2 separate regions of the Sus scrofa genome follow, and region 1 is linked to region 2. A link is a contact called in public HiChIP or PLAC-seq data. All regions are on one chromosome and are shown on one strand. The core of a region is the stretch at or near the end of the contact, and the rest is flanking DNA. Distances in the headings are between cores, read along the strand shown. Region 1 overlaps LOC110255501 (a long non-coding RNA gene). Region 2 has its middle 50 kb from the start of PIK3CG.

What was found. HiChIP or PLAC-seq counts read pairs in DNA pulled down with a chosen protein or histone mark.
Region 1: a contact with region 2 is called in an H3K27ac HiChIP or PLAC-seq map of alveolar macrophages. The contact joins two enhancer-like sites. A contact is called at or near these places in 2 of 2 datasets of contacts at active chromatin or transcription factors (alveolar macrophages and skeletal muscle).

Annotation. Positions count from the first base shown.
Region 1 is chr9:106,789,837-106,796,300 of Sscrofa11.1, forward strand. The region is part of intron 2 of LOC110255501 (a long non-coding RNA gene); the gene reads left to right. Among named protein-coding and RNA genes, the nearest start is that of PRKAR2B, 58 kb to the right of the region's middle. Within about 2 kb of position 4,980, at least 6 of the 83 cell types and tissues checked have an H3K27ac peak or open chromatin away from gene starts, as enhancers often do. A contact at or near this core is called in alveolar macrophages, where this site is marked.
Region 2 is chr9:106,652,260-106,658,823 of Sscrofa11.1, forward strand. No RefSeq gene overlaps it. Among named protein-coding and RNA genes, the nearest start is that of PIK3CG, 50 kb to the right of the region's middle. Within about 2 kb of position 5,167, at least 24 of the 83 cell types and tissues checked have an H3K27ac peak or open chromatin away from gene starts, as enhancers often do. A contact at or near this core is called in alveolar macrophages, where this site is marked.

The DNA.
Region 1 (6,464 bases), core at 3,730-6,229, 140 kb after region 2:
TGGTAGAATGAGAAAGATTTGTCAAAGTCAGTGCTTTAAGAAAAAGGGGGAGGGCATTTAGAAACAATAAAATTCCACAAGGAAAAAAAAATATAAATATGTAGCAAACTCAAGTACATAATGGTTTTAAGAAATTTCTAAACTATAAGAAAGAGACTCCATTTGACTTTGAGGAAAATAAATCTTCGTACTGATGCCGAGTTTATATCATTTGGCTCAGTACAAAAGTGAAAGTATTCCAAGCACATAACTTGGGTTAACATTTGAACAGCCCTAATAACACATAAGCTCCATTTTAGCTTTTAAGGAAGACTGGACTGTGGTAGCAGAACAGAATACAAATTGGTAATTTTGATAATATGAAAGGTAAAAATGACAGAATTGGGGCCATGACAGGAGGACGAAAGCTAGAGAAAAGTATGGGGCACCATTATCATTTTATAAAGCTGGAAGTCAATAGATAATGCTGAAAGTTGAACCTAACCCTAACCCAAGAAAGAGAGGTACACGTAAATTTTCTATAGTCACAAAAAAGAGCCAATAGAAGGGAGTTCCTATCATGGCTCAGCAGAAACAAATCTGACTAGCATCCATGAGATCAAAGGTTCAATCCCTGGCCTTGCTTAGTGGGTTAAGGATCCAGCATCACCATGAACGGTGGTATAAGTCACAGAAGTGGCTTGGATCTGGTGTTGCTGTGACCGTGGTGTAAGCCAGCGGCTATAGCTCCAATTTGACCTCTAGCCTGGGAACCTCCATATGCCATGGGTGCCACCCTAAAAAGACAAGAAAAGAAAGAAAGAAGGAACCAATAGAAGAACTGGGGTGGGGGGAAGTAGACATGTAGCATTGGAAGGAGTGGAGAAGAGAGTCCAGTATGGGAACGAAAACAAATATTTTTATAATGTTGACTGTCTTAGTTCAAGTTGTTATTAACAGAACACCATACACTGGCACGGGAAGTTTAAACAACAGAAATTATTTCTCTTATATACAGAGATTGAGAAATCCAAGATCAAGGTGTCAGCAGATCCAATATTTGATGAGGGTCCATACATTGGCACTGGGAAGTTTAAACAACAGAAATTATTTCTCTTATTTATAGAGATTGAGAAATCCAAGATCAAGGTGTCAGCAGATCCAATATTTGATGAGGGTCCATACATTGGCACTGGGAAGTTTAAACAACAGAAATTATTTCTCTTATATACAGAGATTGAGAAATCCAAGATCAAGGTGCCAGCAGATCCAATATTTGATGAGGGTCCATACATTGGCACTGGGAAGTTTAAACAACAGAAATTATTTCTCTTATTTATAGAGATTGAGAAATCCAAGATCAAGGTGCCAGCAGATCCAATATTTGATGAGAGTGACCTTTCTGGTTTATAGAGGACAGCCCCCTTATGGGAGAGGGCAGGGAGAAAGAAGGGGATACAAGGGGAGGGAGAAAGGGGAAAAGAGAAGGGGAAGGGGAAGAAGAAGAGAAAATTCTCAAATGTCTCTTCTTATAAGGAAGGACACTAAGTCCATTTTAACAGTTCCACCCTCATGACCTAATTAGCCCATAAGGGGCCCCTTCCAAATACCATCACACTGGGGATTATGGTTTCAATACAAGGCATGGGGTGGGGGGGAAGACAAACATTAAATGCATAGCATCAATCATGGAAAGTGGACCTGAGGCTAGAGAGAGGTGGGTTTCTCACTATAAACTGCTCTATGATCTTTGATTTATTTGGAGTTTATACTTCTTTGATTAAAACATTTTTGAAAATTAATTTTATTGGAGAATACTATGGATTTACAATGTTGTGTTAGTTTCAGGTGTGCAGCAAAGTAAATCAGTCATACATATACATATATCCATTCTTTTTCCCATATTAGAAATTATGGAGTAGATTTTCCTGTGCTGTATAGAAAGTTCTCTATTTTATATAGTAGTTTGTATATGTTATTTTCACTCTACCAATTCTTCCCTCCCCCAAAAATTTCACCTATGGTAACCATAGTATTTGTTTTGAAATATGTGAGTTTATTTCTGTTTTTTATTTTTTTATTTATTTTTAATTTTTTTGGATTTTTCCTTTTAGGACCACACCCATGACATATGGAGGTTCCCAGGCTAGGGGTCAAATGGAGCTGCAGCTGCCAGCCTACACCACAGCCACAGCAACACCAGATCCGAGCTGCGTCTTGGAACAATACCACAGCTCACGGCAACGCCAGATCCTTAACCCACTGAGTGAGGCCAAGGATCAAACCCGCATGGTCCCTAGTCGGATTCGTTTCCGCAGCGCCAGGACAGGAACTCCCTGTTTCTGTTTTTCAAATAAGTTATTTTGTATCATTTTTATTAGATTCCACATATAAGTGATATCATATGCTATTTGCCTTTCCCTGTCTTACTTCACTCAGTATGATAATTAACTTATTATTATTATTATTATTACTATTTTGCTCTTTAGAGCCACACCTACACATACAGAAATTCCCAGATGAGGGGTCAAGTCAGAGCTGTAGGCGCTGGCCTATGCCACAGCCACAGTAACAAGGGATCTGAGCCACGTCTGCAACCTACACCATGGCTCACAGCAACACCAGCTCTTTAACCCACTGAGTGAGGCCAGGGATCAAACCCACATCCTCATCGATCCTAGTCGGGTTCGTTAACCACTGAACCACGACAGGAACTCTGACAATTAACATTTTAGATGCATTCCAGGAATCACCTCCTCTGTGAAGCCTCCTCTGACCTCCCTCCACTAGTAGAGTTGGGCATTCATTTGTGTCCTGGCTGTACTCCTAGCAGATGTTATGGCCTAAATTATGCCCCCCAAAAATGCAAATGGGGAAACCTTTACCCCCATGTGACTATTTTTGGAGCCAGGGCCTTTAAGACAGTGATGAAATTAAAGGAAGTCTTAAGAGTGGAGCCCTGATCCAACAGATCTGCTGTCCTTATAAGAAAAGAAGAGACTCCAGAGCTCTCTGCCAAATTAGGACACATTGAAAAGGCAGCTGTCCACGAGCCAAGAAGAAAGTTCTCGCCAGAACCTGACTATGCTAGTACCTAGCATAGGGTCTCAACTTTCACCTCTAGAACTGTGAGAAAACAAACTTCTGTTGTTGAAGCCAGCCAGTCTGTGATACTTTATTATGGCAGCCCAAGCTGGCTAATATACTGGGTTCTACTGCCACGATTTGATACATCCAGTTCCCCTTCTGAATTCCAGGCTCCTGAGAGCAAAGCCCCATATGAATGTAACTGCCATACATTGAGGGCTTACTACACGCCAGTCACTGTACGAGGCACTCATATTGTCTAATTTAAACCTTACAGCTTCAGAGCATCTCGTTTTACAGAAAAAGAAACTAAGGCTTGGAGAAATTATATGGCTTATCCAAATTCATTAGAATTCATTTATATCTGGCTCCACACCACCATACTGCCTTCTTTGGCTTCTGTTTCCTTGCCTCCTAGCAGTTCCCCACACACATCTGGTTTGGAGAGGTTGTCAATTTCCTGATAAATGTATTCTAATCTCATCAAGGGAAAATAACCTGTTTCTCTTTACTGTATAAATTCCTGAACTTGATATTCTTGAAAACTCCCACCTCCCATAATAATAAAATTTAAAAGCCCCTCTCTCTTCTAGGAGTTCCCTGGTGGCTTAGCAGGGTAAGGACCTGTCATTGTCACTGCTGGGCTCAGGTTCGATCCCTGGCCCAAGAACTTCCACATGCTGCAGGCACAACCAAAAAAAAAACCTCTCCAGATCCATCTGTATAACTCACAGAGCTCAGTGCAAAATGCAATTGCAAGGCCTCTTGTTCAAAAATTATTAAGAACTTCAAAAGCTTCCAGGTTGGTGAACACATGGAGCTTTGGGGAGAGTAGTGCACCCATGGATCATGGAAACGCCACACTCCATCCCACGTACCTTGCCCCCTGCTTCTCTTCCATCTGGCTGTGCCTCAGTTAAATCCTTTTGTGATAAGCTAATAAACAGTGCCCATTCTGGACACCCACCTTACTTTATTCAAAGAACAATCCACCCCAGCGATCTCTGCACAGCAGTGTGTTGAGATCTCACTTGTTCCTTTTTTCAGCTTCAGTGTCCTCCACTGTGTGGCTTACTCAACCAGTTCCTGATGACGGATATTTGCCCTGTTTCCAGTCTTCTGTTACTGTGAGAGGTACAATGTAATAAAAGAAACTCAAGATGGCAATAGCAGAGCATTAAATGAAGTGTAGGGCCTGTCTCTATACAGGGCTTGATGTGGCTATACATATGCAACTGCTAGTGACACAAGGTCATAAGTTCAGGTGGGGTGAGAGTATCATCACCCCACCCACTCCAGAGTGGACCAGAGGTCATCATACATCCACTTCTCCTATGTTCTCTTTTCTCTGGAAATGGTTTCTTTATCTATCAAGAACAAGCCCTTGACATTAATTCAGAAAGATGATGGCACCCCAGTGTTCGTAGTAGCACTGTTTACAATAGCCAAGATAATGAAAGCAGCTTAAGCACCCAACAATAGATAACTGCATAAAGAAGATGTGGTATATATACAATGGAGCATTAGTCATGAAAGAAAGAACGAAACTTTGCTATTAGCTTGAGCACTCCATGACAAAAGATTCATTTAGCATAGAGAGTTCCAAGAAAACTAAGTTTGAACTGGAGTCCCACATACAAATCCATCATTCACAAGAATGCTTGGGTGGCCAGGACATTTGAATGAGGAGGTGCAAAGTGTCTAAGCAGAGGTTTGCACTCCCACCACCCCAGAGGACATTCGGCAATGTCTGGAGACATTTTTGGTTGTCACAGCAGGTGGGGAGGCTTCAGACATCTATCTAGTGGGTAGAGGCCAGCAATGCTGCTAAATGTCCTGTAATTTACGGAAGAGCTCCCACAACCAATATGCATCCAACCAACAGGGCAATAGTGCTGAGGTTGAGAAATCAAGTCTAGGCAACGATTCACCCTCAGAATGTGACTCTCAGGCCAAAGCTTAACATGCAGATCCTTGGGCTCCACCCAGGCGACTCAATCTTATGTAACACCCAGATATGTGCTTTTCAGAAATCTTCCCAGGTGATGTTAATGCATGTTAAAATGTAAGAGCCATTGAACTGAAATAACCGACTCTAAAGAAATAACATTTCTACCTGGAGAACTACCATTGCATGATTAGCAATGATGCCTGTTTAATGATAACAGAGAGAAAACTTTTACTTGCAAGCAGCTACACACTCTCTGGACAAAGCAACAGCATCAGAATAATCCACCCACAATCACAGCCTGTTCTAAAAAGACAGGGGACGTTATAAAGAAGAAAAACCGTCATCACATCTTCACCCTCCAACTACAGAAGCTAATTCCCTAGACTGCCAGAGGTATTTTTAAACGTTTATTGACATGAAAAACAAAACAGCTCTAAAAATCCCAATTGTAAGGCAATCTGTATTCCTCAAGGCTTGCAAATCCAAACATTCGAAATTAGGATCCATGAAATTAAAGAGAATACGTTACAAACATCCTGACTACCGCCTTCAACACATGTCACAGCACTGGGAAATTATTTTAAGCTTTATAACCCATATGAAATTTTGTCATTTTCCATTAACTTTAAAAATATAGACTTTAAAAGAAACACTGCCTGGAGCCCTCCCTCTCCCAGGGGCTGTATTAGAAGCTTCCCTTTTCCAGAAAGGTCAGCAAATACTCTTCCCTTCTCTGTCCAGTTTAGTTCCCACTAGAATGAGATACTGTTATTCACAGAAGTTCATCTCACCCCTGAAGGGTTGGGCCTGGGTAGTGGGCATCATCCCTAGTAGACATAAATGGAAGATTCAGCCCAGAAGCCTAAGCACAGATAAGGGGAGATTAGTCCCAGGGCTGATGCAGTAACAATTTCAAGGCTGTAAACCCAGACAGAAGGTCTGAGAGAAGTCGCTTCCTGGATAGTATGCTAATGTAAGCTTTTTCTGTCTTGGCGCATAAAAGGCACCTTTGCAGGTTAGCAAGACCACTGAACTCTAGCAAGGCCTCTGTAAGATAAAGGGAGGCAAGGCAGAGCCCTTGCACATTCTGGGGAACTTTTTGTTTAAAACCTTCGTGCTGCCACTTTACCCTGCCATTGGAGGAAACAAAAGTAAAATCAGCCGTAACTAAGCCAATCTGTCATTACTGCCTATCTTCCAACGCAGCTGAGCTTCTGGACTAAGAGTGAGGACAAAGGTGGAGAGACACGGTGCACCCAGGGGAGTAGAGGTACAGGGGCTCCCCGCCAGAAGCAGCGCTGCCGCTTCGTGTCCACAGAGCGAGGAGAGCCAGCAGAATCCTTAGGACATGACATAAAGAAAACGCTGTGAGTTTAAATGTAAAAAAATAAAAAATCCTTAGGACAGAAAAGACAACCCTCAGGGGCCTCTCCTCCCTTCCCAGCCT
Region 2 (6,564 bases), core at 3,917-6,416:
TTGATGAAAAGCTGAAGTCACGTGTCCTAGTTTCCCCAATTCCCCTTACCTACTGGTTCGTTTTATTTCCTGACATTCTTCCATTCATTCATTATTCATCATCATACCCTATTGAGTGTTCATCTTACACGCACTGCTGCTCCGGCCTGGGGCCCTTTGCCTCTCGCTATCTCATGACTCCAGCTTGCTTTAGACTTTCTATGGAAACAGAGGAGGAAGCAACTAATTTAGTCTACAGGGACCAGGCATTTTCACAAGGGGGGCATTTAAGATAGTTTATCAGGGTTTTTTCCTCCCTCTTCCAGAAGACGGAGTGAAAATGCCCTCTTAAGTGAATCAGCTATTCTTCTGCCAAGCAAATTCTTGCCAGTCTTTGAAAGATCCACTCTGGGATGTTAGGCTATTATCCAAGAAATCTAATCTACTTCTCTAAACCAATAACAAAAGCCTTCTTTTACATCTTTTTCTTCCAAAGTCAACTGAAAAGAAAAAAATAAATGAAATGAAAACTCTATGCTCAATTTTCTGTTCCAAACTCTAACGACAAGGATTAAATTCTAATTTCTTTTTTAAAAATCTATTTTATTTTTATGCAGCAGCTTAAAATGTGGCATCTCGGTTCCCAGAGCAGGGATTGAACCTGGGCTGCAGTGGTAAAAACGCTGAATCCTAATCACTACACCACCAGGGAACTCCCTCTAACTTTTTAGTCATGGAATTTTGCATCAGAAATGGATGTTAGCTGCCAGCCTCCTCATCAAAGAGAAGAAGAAGCAACAGAGGGGTAAGTGCAATGAGCCAGGGGTCTGCTGAAAGAAGAATGCAGACTTTCCACTCCCAGCCAATGCCCCTCCACTCTGCCATATGTGATGAGTGTTGCCTTACTGATATCTTTTGGCATCAAATCTTAACAAGAGCTGCTCAAGGAAGAGGGCTCATACCCTGATCCTCCATAACTCTCTTGTCTTCCAAAGGACTGGGATAGGCTCCTTGAAGAGGTTAACATCTGAGCTTCCTTCTTTTCTTTATGCTGGTCAGGGTCTGAGGCTCTAGAAGCAACACTGACAAAGTCTTATCTCAAGGAGGGAATCAAAGGGAAGCCTGCCAACTCTCCTTGCTCCATGTAACTTCAGGGAAGCCCTCCCCGTGTTCTCTTCCACATGGCCTTTGGCAGGAATGAAGAGGGGACTCACTCTTCATCCTCTGGCAAGAGTCCACCCTACACACTCCCCACCCTAACACCCTACACCACATCTTCCTTGAGGCCCTCAGGACCAACCTCAGCATACTTTTCACCCTGTCTCTGTCATCACAAGAAGCCTATGGCTCCCAGGTCAGCCCTTGTCCCCTGCACAGCTCAAAGAGCAGAAAGGCAACCATGTCCCCAAACACAGGCACACTCACACACACAACCCCTGTTGCCCATCTGGCCTTATGTTTTACTTAGAATTTATGATCATCTGACAAACCATATGCTTTACTTAATTTTTTATCCCCCTGCTTCTGGAATAAAAGCTCTATAAGGACAGGAAATGGTGTATGTTTCATTTACTGTTAGACCTGTGCTGCTGCCACTTTGTAGGAACTAAAAAAATATTTGTTAAATAAATAAATCCTTAGGACTATTTTTTAAAGTCTGAAAACATACCATTCGAAGACCAAAGGACATCTGAGAAGTTTGAGAGGAAAGCAGAGTTCATTTGTGGCAACCAGGGAACATGAAGAAGGCCTCAGCCCTAAGGACCTCCAGAAACAGCATCTATTCCATGAAATAACTGTTAGCAGCAGGGGTATTCAGACTGTAGACAAGACCAGACCTAAGTAAATAGTGTGGCTTTTGAAACAGGGACTAGAAATAACTTGGCACCGACCATGTGTCAAGCACCGCATCATTTATTTATCACAAGCACCATACAAAGTGGTCTTGTGGTCCCCATGTACAGATGAAGAAACTTAGGCAAAGAGTACTGAGATCCACAACCAGTAAGTGATGGAGCCAGTTTGTTTGTTTGTTTGTTGTTTCTTTTGATTTTTTTTAAGAGCTGCACCTGTGGCATATGGAAGTTCCCAGTCTAGGAGTCGAATCGGACCTACAGCTGCCAACCTGCACCACAGCCACAGCCACACCAGAAACAAGCCATGTCTGTGACCTACACCACAGCTCATGGCAACACTAGATCCTTAACCCACTCAGAGAGGCCAGGGATTGATACTAGTTGGGTTGGTCATCGCTGAGCCACAATGGGAACTCCAAGGAGCCATTTTTCAAACCTAAGTCTCTTGGGGTCCCAAAGCCATGCCCTTTTGTCTCCCTGGGCCTACCTGACCTCTCCATTCCAGGCATCAAGGCACATTCCAGGTATACCTGGTCCCAATCTATCAGAGGTGCCTCCTCTGAGCCCCAAATAACCAATAGGATCTACTGGTGCCCAGCTTGTGGTAATGAATGCTACCAGGCTGAGACCCTGGGTGCTCTCTCTCTTCTTTTCCCAGCTTCACTGAGCTATAATTGAGAAATAAAATTGCATATATTTAAAGTATACGATGATCTGATATAGGTATATACTATAAAATTTTTACACAATCAAGTTAATTAACATAGCCATCACCTCACATACTTATTCTGTGTGTGTGTGTGTGTGTGTGTGTGTGTGTGGACATTTAAGATCTACTCTTTTAGGAGTTCCTGTTGTGGCTCATCATTAATAAACCCAACATAGTATCCATGAGAACACAGGTTCGATCTCTGACCTCACTCATTAGGTTAAGGATCCAGCATTGCTGCAAGCTGTAGCATAGGTCACAGAGGCAGTTTGGATCTGGCATTGCTGTAGCTGTGGCAAAGACAGCAGCTCTGATTCAAACCCTAGCCTGGGAACTTCCATGTGCTACAGATGTGGCCATAAAAAGAGGGAGAAAAAAAATCTACTCTCTTGGCAAATTTCAAGTATACAATAGAGTGTTATGAAGTACAGTCACTGTGCTGCACATTCGATCCTCAGAACTGATTCTCTTACCACAGAAGGTTTGTACCCTCTGACCAGTATCTCCCTCTCTCAGCTCCTGGCAACCACCATTCTACTCTGTTTCTATGAGTTTGACTTCTTTTTTATCCCATATAAAAGTGATTCCATGCAGCATTTGTCTCTCTCTCTCTCTGTCTGGCTTATTTCCCTTAGAATTGTGCCCCCTACCCCACACCTGTTTATCCATGTTGTCATCTTAAATAGTAGGATGTCCTTCTTTTGCAGCTGAATAATATTCGATTGTATATACCGACCACATGAAAAAAAGTACAGAACCCACTAGAATACTTGAAAAAATCAACTTCTTTTTTTTTGTCTTTTGTCTTTTTGTTGTTGTTGCTATTTCTTGGGCCGCTCCCGTGGCATATGGAGGTTCCCAGGCCAGGGGTTGAATCGGAGCTGTAGCCACCGGCCTACGCCAGAGCCACAGCAACGCGGGATCCGAGCCAAGTCTGCAACCTACACCACAGCTCACGGCAACGCCGGATCGTTAACCCACTGAGCAAGGGCAGGGACCGAACCCGCAACCTCATGGTTCCTAGTCGGATTCGTTAACCACTGCGCCACGGCGGGAACTCAGAAAAAATCAACTACTTAACTAAAGAAAAGTATGGTGAAAAAGGGTGGGAAAGCAGGTGATTAGGATATAGCCTACTGGTACATTTCAGAAGGTTTTTATGAGTAGGATTTGATTAATCATTGCCAGACCTTAGGAGGACAAACAAAAGTAACTTTATATAAAGGCAGGAAAGAGGTGCTTTGTAACCAAGTCCCGTGAGGCGTTTGAATGAATTCTCACTGGGGTTGTGATCCCTGGAGAAATCGTCAAGGAAAGAATTTATGTCCTTCATCCTGGATAGTTCTTACTGCCAATGGTGAGAGGTTTTGATCCAGATGAGATGGCCTCTGGCAGTCCCCACCATCAGGTGACTCTAGGATTAAGAATGGTTCCATACCTTTCACAGGGCCCACCTGACATGTCAGTGCTTCAGAGCTACAGTGCTTGCAGAATTATCACAGTTACTGAGTGGGATTATTGTGCCTCATTAAACATTAAATATATCTAAAGAATGGCACTGCATAAACATACTATGGGCTTGTAGCATCTTAACTGGATCTAATCATCACATCCCAGAAATCTAAAATCTAATATAGACAATTAGGTTTAGTAGAAGAAGAGGGAAATGAAAGCTTATGACCGGGACAGTTATAAGAAAGAGGCTTATTAAAAGTGAATGTGGGAGTTCCCCCCGTGGTTCAGCGGTAACAAACCCAACTAGTATCTATGAGGACATGGGTTCTGGCCCTACTCAGTGGGTTAAGAAACTGGCGTTGCTGTGAGAGCTTTGGTACGGGTCACAGACTTGGCTCAGATTTGGCATTGCTGTGGCTGTGTCTGTGGCGTAGGCTGGCAGCTGCAGCTCTGATTCGACCACTAGCCTGGGAATTTTCATATGCTGCAGGTATGCCCCTGCAAAGACCACCCTCAAAAATAAATAAATAAATACATAAATACATAAATAAATAAATAAATATGAATGCAGTGGGAAAGACACTATTTATCTGTCTCTAGTCCTAACAAACGGTAGTGTTCTTGGTATCAGCTATTTTCCCACCTGTCCAGTAGGTGTCAGTGTAAGACAGTGTTCCTAGAACTGACGAAGCTTTAAACGAGAAACAAAAAATAGACTATGAAGTTATAAAAGAAAGATGTAATAAAGATGGGGCTACAAAAATTCCACATAAGATTTTAAATGACATTATTTAAAAATAGGCTGACCTAAACAAAAATTCCTCATGGGTGAGATGACAGAGTTGGACAAGGGGGGGCTCAGAAGACCCCATCTGGCTTTCAGATTCCTTGTGAAGTCAGCAGGAATTCCTGCTCTGAATGCATCCAGCAGAACTCAGCATTGCTGTAAGAGCTGGTCACTATTAACTAGTACAAGAACCAATGAACAGCCAGCCAGACCCTTTAAAAAAAAAAGAGAGAGAGAGAGAGATACTTCCCTGCTTCTCAGAGATTTACCAGATAAAACAGAAATCCTATAATCCACAGAAATAGATCATTACAAGGATTATAAAAGTGAACCAAGGAAAAAGGGGAAACGAAGGTCATATGAGCAGTGTGTAGAATATGTTGAGTCATGCAGGGTGTGCTGCCTGGAGTTGTCCTTTGACCTGGAATGGAAGAGAAGAGAGCCACAAAACCAGGGCTCCACCTGAGCCCCGCCCTTCTGCTCTACATGCAATTTTCCTCCTCCGAATATGAATGAATGCACTTTATACTCTGATAAAGGGCAAGCAATAAATAACATTAAAAAGAATTATTTTTTTAATTCACTCTATAAAGGTACTATTGATATGATAAAGGAAAAATAAGGGGAAAGGGCATATCTACTGAGTACCTCACACACAGAGTATGTCATATGATCCTTACCAAAATCCTGAGATACACTGAAGCACTATGCTGTACACCAGAAGCTAACAACACGGTAAATCAACTAGACTTCAATTTTTTAAAAAAATCCTGAGATGTAAGCGATATTGTTCTTATTTTTAGATAACGGATCCAAGGCTCACTAAAGTTACATAACTTGCCTGAGATTACAATAGCTAATACTGATGAGCAAGTACTCTGCACCAGATATGTAAATGCACCAGCAACAATCCTATGAAAAAAGTTACTATGTGTTCATTTTGCAGAACAGGACATTAAGTCTCACAGAAAAGAAGTTCTTGCTTCCCCAAGGTCACAGAGCTCCGAATTAGTCCAGCTGAAATTCAAACTCACGGGCTGCATGTGGGTTCTCTGGAGAGCAGACTGAAATGGAATGAAGGCTGCAGTGTTTATTGCGGAATGCCTTAGGATTAGCACCTGTGGAAGGAAGGCATGAAAGCAGGACTGGGAGGCCCATGTGAATTGCTGGGCCCTGGGCCAAATAGCTAGGCTTATATACACCTGCCATAATCCGTCATTGGCTGTGGACATGGCCTAGGCAGCTGAGGCAGACCCTGAGGGGCTAGCAGCTGACAAGCATCTGCTGATCACACCCCTTTCTGGAAAGGACATCTGGGCAGCCCCTCCACGTTCCTCGCACCCTGTCTGTGTCTTAGCCCAGTTCACATTTTTTGGCTACAGCATGATGGTCGAGGCCAGAAGGGAGACAGGAGACCTTGATGGAATTTTCATCGTGGGGCTGCTGCTGATGAGGCCGGGCCCCAGCTTCTCACCCCTTAGATGCTTCAAACAGCATCAGCAGAAGTCGAGAAAGGGGTGGAGGCTGACAGCGCTGACTCAACAGCAGGGTCAGTCATTAAATGATTGTTGTTGATTGACACCATCTAGGTAGCTTAGAAAGGGAGGTTCCAACCCACTCACAGACCCGATAGTTGGTCTGGGCACTTCCGTGGTATAGGAACATCTGATCACCGGCTGCTTGCCCCTCACTCCCTGCAGATGCCACTGAGATGGCAAAGCCACCCAGTGTGCCCAGCACTGGCCTGGCCTGCTGCCTGCCTGCCTGCCCCGCCTGAG